Linked DNA regions of Gossypium arboreum: region 1 is linked to region 2. The links are chromatin contacts, called in public Hi-C maps. All regions are on one chromosome and are shown on one strand. Each heading gives the region's core, a stretch centred on a gene start, on an enhancer-like site or on the middle of the called end of the contact. The rest is flanking DNA. Distances are from core to core; before and after follow the strand shown.

Region 1 (3,242 bases), core at 288-2,787, 60 kb after region 2:
AATAAAATACAATAATGATGATTATAAAATTAGCATCCAAGATGAGAAGGAGTATAGATTATTTGAGACTAGATTTTTATACATCATTGATGCGATAAGTTTTATTATAGTTTCGATTATATTTTTAACACAATGTTTAGAATTATTCATAATCATTTTTAACCCATAAATAGAAAGATAATCCTTTAACACACTCGAACCAACATCCTCTAACAACAATACTCATCCTAATTAAACTAAAACTTAATTAGATTATATTATTATTGCCTGTTAATAATGGTATTTCTTTAAATATATATATATATATATATACAACATTAAACTTGAACTTAAAAGTTACACTTGGCTTTTAAAAGTCAATTAAAAAAAAAGTTTACATTTAAAGCAATGATAGGTGGAATAGCAAAAACCAGAATTTCATGGAAACCAACTCAAAATGGCACCTATAAACCATGAAATCTTGCTTACAGTGCTGGTTTTAGTCAATAAAGTCGGCTGAAAATTATATATATCGTCGGTACATAAAATTGTACATTACTGAAGTAGCAGGGACCAAACAATTAGATTTTCTTTTTGGTTGCTGAGGAAAGTGCTGGGGGATTTCTTGCCTTGTTATTATCAATTTTTCTGGTCGACAGTTCAATATCTTATCGTAAAAAAGTGAATAGTAAAATTTAATATTTATATGTTAGATCAATTAAATTTTAAAACTATTTATAATTTATTTATAAACTCATAAATAAGAAGATAATACTATTTAACACACTTAAATCTATGTTCTACTTTGATAACAATGTTAATACTAATTCAATCAACAGTAATATGTGATACGACTTTTTGATAATTTTGGAAAAAGGTAAAAGAGGAAAGCATTTTGCAATACTTCTTTTTCCCTTTCATTTCCATTAAGGATATATTGTGGTCCTTTGATCTACGACAATTTTCCTTTTCTATGGGGATGGAATTTTCTTTTGTAAGCAAAGAGATGGTATTTGATTCATAAAAGACAAGACCCTAATGTAATGTGGAAAACATGTTTTGGTTTATTTTACTAGTATTAATTAATTCATGGCTTTTTTATATTATTTCGAAATTTTAGTTAGATAAATCTCAAAATTATACATGAACTTTGGTGCGATATGTAATTTTGTACATAAACTTTGATTTTGTGTAAATTTATACATGATATTTTTATTTGACTCAATTTTTATAAATTATTAACATAATTATTAATATAGCGTCATTTTATGTTTATATATTACATACACATGAAATTATATTTAATCAATATAAAAATAAATTGATGTATTTATTTCTTTATATATAATTACAATAAATTAAATTTTATGTATCAAATTACATATTTTTAATCTTTCTCATTATTAATGCTCATTTAATAGGTGCAACCTAACCAAATTCCAAGAAACATTATTATTCTCAATGGCTAAAGAAAGGGTTGGTGGTATGCACACCATTAAACAAAGCTTTAAACCTAGGAAAAGGGCAACAACAGGAGTTAAACAAGTTTCCCCCACTAGGGGGATTTGAAGTTTCCACAAGAGCAAAACAGGTTTAAAGACATAACAACAACCATCAAGCACAAGAAAACTAAAAAAACTTGGTGAAACGTAAAACATTAAAAAAAAAAAAACATAAAAACAAACTGTTCTTGAAGTTTGAAAAGACCCATCAATAGGTCGAGCATCAAACAACTCTATCAAGAAAATTGATGCCTTTAATCAAAGATGATAGATGCATGGATAAAGTAAAATTTATTAACTTAAATTCATCAAAGATACTGCTTACGACGGGTTTTTTTATGGATCTAGTAGGTAAACATAAATGGAAAGTGTTAATAAGCTTAGAAGAGTTTTAAGTGTTAAGGAGTAAAGCACAAACGTCTACTCCTTTTAAAATTCAAGCCCATTTAGAGTACTCGACTCATTTGGATTCATTTAGTTTTTGTTTAGGCTTTTAGGGTGTTTCTTTAGGCCATGGAAATTTTTTATGCCTTTAGTTCATAGTCTTTCATTTGTTTTCCAAGTTCTAGGGGTTGGGAATTTTGAGAGAGTTTAAGCTTCTTTAGATATGTGTTGATCTTATCCATCAAAGTTTAGTCTCTTGAGTGCTCTCAAGATGTGTATGAGACTCTAAATAAGTTATTTTCAAACCCTTTATAATTTATAAAATTTTCAATTAATAATAGTAAGATTGAACTTAGACTACTCAAAAATAATAAAAATTAATGTAATTCTTTAAAATTATAAATATATAGACTATTAAAATGATGAAATTACATTTTTATTATTATAAAATATATAATTTAATTCCGACCCTTTAAAAATTACTTTTTAATTCTGTTTTTTTCTTTATTTTTGCTTTTCTTATTTCACTTTACTAATCTTGGATTTCATCTTTTAATTTCTAATTTCTAACTTTGGATTTCAGTTGAATTTGATCAGGCTCTTTAGAGCAAGCAAATCTCTTTCTTCCAAATTCTTATCCAAGTTGAATCTAGCCTTGTTTCAATCTCTGTTCTTATCTTTATTCCAATTATTCAATCTTTGATTTAATTTTAGTCTCGAATTGTTCTCTCATTTTCATTTTCAAGTTCTTCTCTCAATTATAACATTATTCAAACAACTTTATTCGATCTTAGATAGAGTTATTAGAATCCATACGTAACTTCAAAGTCTCAACCTTACTTCAATCCCTAACTTTTAAATTATAAAACTTCGGTAGATTAAACTTTAATAAGAGGGGCAAGTTAATGGTTTAAAACTTTTTTTTTTAAATTACACAATCGATGTGATCTGACTTTAATTATCTACCTTCGTTAATTTAGTGCAACTTACCTAAGATTTTTCTCACTCATTACTTTAAATTGCTACTTTTGAAGAACAGGATAACCATCACAATATCTATCTTTTACCGCTAATATAAAAACCACTTCTGTAACAGACTAATTTTCAGTGGTATCGGGAATAGAGATTTGAGATCACCAAATCCGACGGGTGAGTTAAAAATTTAATAAATTAATACCTATGAGTCAAATGCGAATATAAAAGCATTTTTGAATTATTGAATTTGGTGATTTAAAAGAATTAATTAGGTAAATTGGGTCGAGAATGAGGTATCGAGACCTCAACTTCATAAATCGAGCCATAAATATTTTTAGAAATATTTATGGAGTGTTGGTGAGGTAGTATTAAAACTTAGTCAAGAAATTTTGACGTTTGGGT
Region 2 (3,201 bases), core at 272-2,771:
CTTCATTAGGCCGAAATTTCAAGGGTTATCCATAGCTAGGGTTTATTTCAAGCTTCCAAGCTCCATAATCAAGAAAGACATGGAATCGACCTTGATCGGGGAAAAGAAAAGATTTCGGACTAAATTGCAACATTTCTATATTTTGCACCGAGTGTCACTAGGCCAGCTCGGGATTCGGAGATCGTCGGAGATCCATCCGCACTATCAATACTTTTTGGTATTTTGTAAACATTATTTGGAGTTATGGCATGTATAGATGACTTGGTTATTTTTGTTATATGTCATAATTAAATTGGCCTAAAATGTTGATCATCAAAATTTAATAGTTCATTTTGTATATGCCTGTTGATGTTAACTAATATTGTTCAGATTATAGGACATGAAAATGTATGTTTAAAAAAAAATAAAATTCTATGTTATGATTTCGTACGTTTGCATGTATTAAGTTTCGGTAATGTCTCGTACCCTGTTCTGGCTTAGAATATGGGTAAGGGGTGTTATAGTTTATTTCACCAATCTATTCACAGGTTGCCTTGCAAAATGCTCTATACAAGTACACTAAAGTTGTAACACCCTAATCAAATCTACCCACAATCTTAAAGTCATTTAGTAGATGAAGATACATGCAATAGACCTTGTTGCCAAACAAATACATTATTGTTAGACTTGCTTGGCAACAAAATTCCTCAAACCATCTAAAGTATCCAAGCTCTAGTGTATCAATCTATTTCCTTCACTGTTGCATGTGGTAGAGGGGGTGATGTGACAAGCCTTCCAACCATGTGCACTTCATGCAACACCGATCTAAGTCCCTTTCGAGTTTATCCATAGATGGGACAACACTCAATAATCGATGGCACTTGTACTCAACATCAACGTCACTAGGTACAATTACCTTGTCAATTGGAAGGCCACTTATAAAATCAACATCTTCATCTACTTTCAACCTTCATCTTTCCAACAATGCAACAAACAATTTGAGGGTGAAATCAAACTTTGCTATCGTAGATGCTATATATAAACCGATATTCTTCAAGCGTTCTATAATACATCTATCTAATTTTAGGAATTTTAAATTGTATCTGATATAAATAACTTAATCATCTCACCGTTAAAAAGATCACAAAAGAATAATATTAAAATTCAAAAATTCTTAAAAGCATTTCTAATAAAGTAAAAAAAAGAATAATTTTTTTACCATATTGATGGTTGTCAACTTCCATTTAGTAGGTTAGTTGAATCAATAACCAAATATATTATTTGGTCAAACAATTAAACTTTGAGCTTGACTTTCGTGAACATCAATGAATTATTAATTATACTTTACATTTAAATCTTTTTTAATAAATTTATTATAAATTCAGATCATATCTATTCTTTTTATATGATATTTAGAATTATTTTAAATTTATATTCTATTGTATTAATAATAATAATTATGCCAATAGAGTTAAAAGTTAATTCACATATTTAAATCTTATAACAAATTGCTAGAATTCCATAAATATTTATTTTTTCCATGACTACATAAAAAAGGTTAGAAAGCTGTATTCCTTTCAAATCCAGTTATATTTGTATTTTATTAATTATCCAAAACATTCTATGTGCCGAAAGTTAAATCAGAATTGTCCAAAAAAGAAAAAAAAGGTTTAAGTCAGAAAAGTTCAAGAGTTCTCACCGAAATGACTTCGACGACTCCAACGAACAGATCCTCTGCCGATGACATCACCAACACCACTCCCTTCCTCTCATCAACAACAACCACCGTGTCACGTCCCGACTCCGCCACGCGTCCATCAGTGCGTCGTCAGAGCCTTCGTGAAGCGGCTCGGTTCATGCGCCGAGCCACAAGCCGAAGATCGATGCGCGAGCCATCTATGCTTGTTCGAGAGACCGCCGCCGAGCAGCTGGAGGAACGCCAGAGCGATTGGGCTTATTCGAAACCCGTGGTGATTCTCGATGTCATCTGGAATTTTGCTTTCGTTGCGGTGGCAGCTGGGGTCTTGTTCTTGAGCCGTGATGAAAACCCCGAGATGCCGTTGAGGCTTTGGATAATTGGGTATGCTTTTCAGTGTTTGTTGCATATGGTTTGTGTTTGTGTGGAGTACAAGCGGCGTAGGAGGCGGCAGAGCATGGAGTATAGTCGATTTAATGCAGGGGAGGATGGTGTTTTGAGCTCGGGATCGGGAGTTGAATCAGAGCAGTACGTAACGTTTGCCCAACTGGAAGAAGATAATGGAAGGTAGACATTTATAATAAAAGCTATATTGGTCTTCGATGATTTAGAAGTTAATGATAGTTTTGGGTTACTTTTCAGATATTGTTTCTTATTGGTTAATTGTTAGGTTAAGATGGAAGATATTACTTATGCAGTGATAACCGAGATTATGTTTCATTAGTCATTTTGGGAATTTTATTTGTGCTTTGTGGAGTTAATTTGAACATTCAAATTCGATATTGAAGTTGTAGTGAGTTATGAGAATCTGCCCTATGTGGTTGGCATTAGTTGAATCAAGTGCTGGAAATCCTTATTATGATCTTTGGCATGTGTGACTGTTTTTCAATGTTCCATGTATATATCTAACCTCACCCATTACAGTGGTAAAAGTATCATGGAGGCCCTTGTAGTAAGAGTTAGATTGCATTTTGCACCCTTTACCCAAAAATTGGGCGAATTAGTCTTTGTACGTTAGATTAAAGAGCAAACTGGTCCTTTTTGTTAAAAATTTCATCCAATTCTACTGTCAAAAACTGGTGTAGCTGCTAGAATAATGCTTATCTCATGATGATGTATAGGGACCAATTTGTAACTGTAGAAATAGATAGATATCTTAACAGAAGGATCATTTTGCCCTTTGATCCAATGTACAGGGACTAATTTGCCCATTTTTTTAGTAGAGGGGCAAAATGCAATCTGACTTCTAATATAAGGGCCTCCATGGTACTTTTACCCGATTATAGCTTATGTTGTATGTGATACTGGAAACCTGTGGTTAGTGGCTAATCATTTCAAATTGATGTTTTCAGCAATGTTGCAAAGCATCTTGAATCTGCAAATACTATGTTTTCATTCGTCTGGTGGATCACTGGATTCTATTGGGTATCTTTAGGTGGCCAAGCATTGGCACATGGCTCCCCCCAGCTTTATTGGTTAGTTCTTGTGTCATTTTTTCGTGCTGATTTTTTGGTGTTTAAAGGTTT

What was found. A called contact is a pair of places that touch in the nucleus more often than the background predicts.
Region 1: a contact with region 2 is called in a Hi-C map of leaf, with 3 times the contacts expected there. The contact joins the enhancer-like site here to the promoter of LOC108483712 in region 2. A contact is called at or near these places in 3 of 5 Hi-C or Micro-C datasets (all in leaf).

The regions. Positions count from the first base shown.
Region 1 is chr1:3,274,279-3,277,520 of ASM2569848v2, forward strand. No RefSeq gene overlaps it. Among protein-coding and RNA genes, the nearest start is that of LOC108483795, 6.2 kb to the right of the region's middle. Within about 2 kb of position 1,538, at least 2 of the 2 cell types and tissues checked have an H3K27ac peak or open chromatin away from gene starts, as enhancers often do. A contact at or near this core is called in leaf, where this site is marked.
Region 2 is chr1:3,213,863-3,217,063 of ASM2569848v2, forward strand. LOC108483712 (E3 ubiquitin-protein ligase At4g11680-like) reads left to right here and starts at 1,522. Exons shown (of 5, transcript XM_017787268.2): 1 at 1,522-2,242; 2 at 3,028-3,150. The coding sequence starts at 1,683.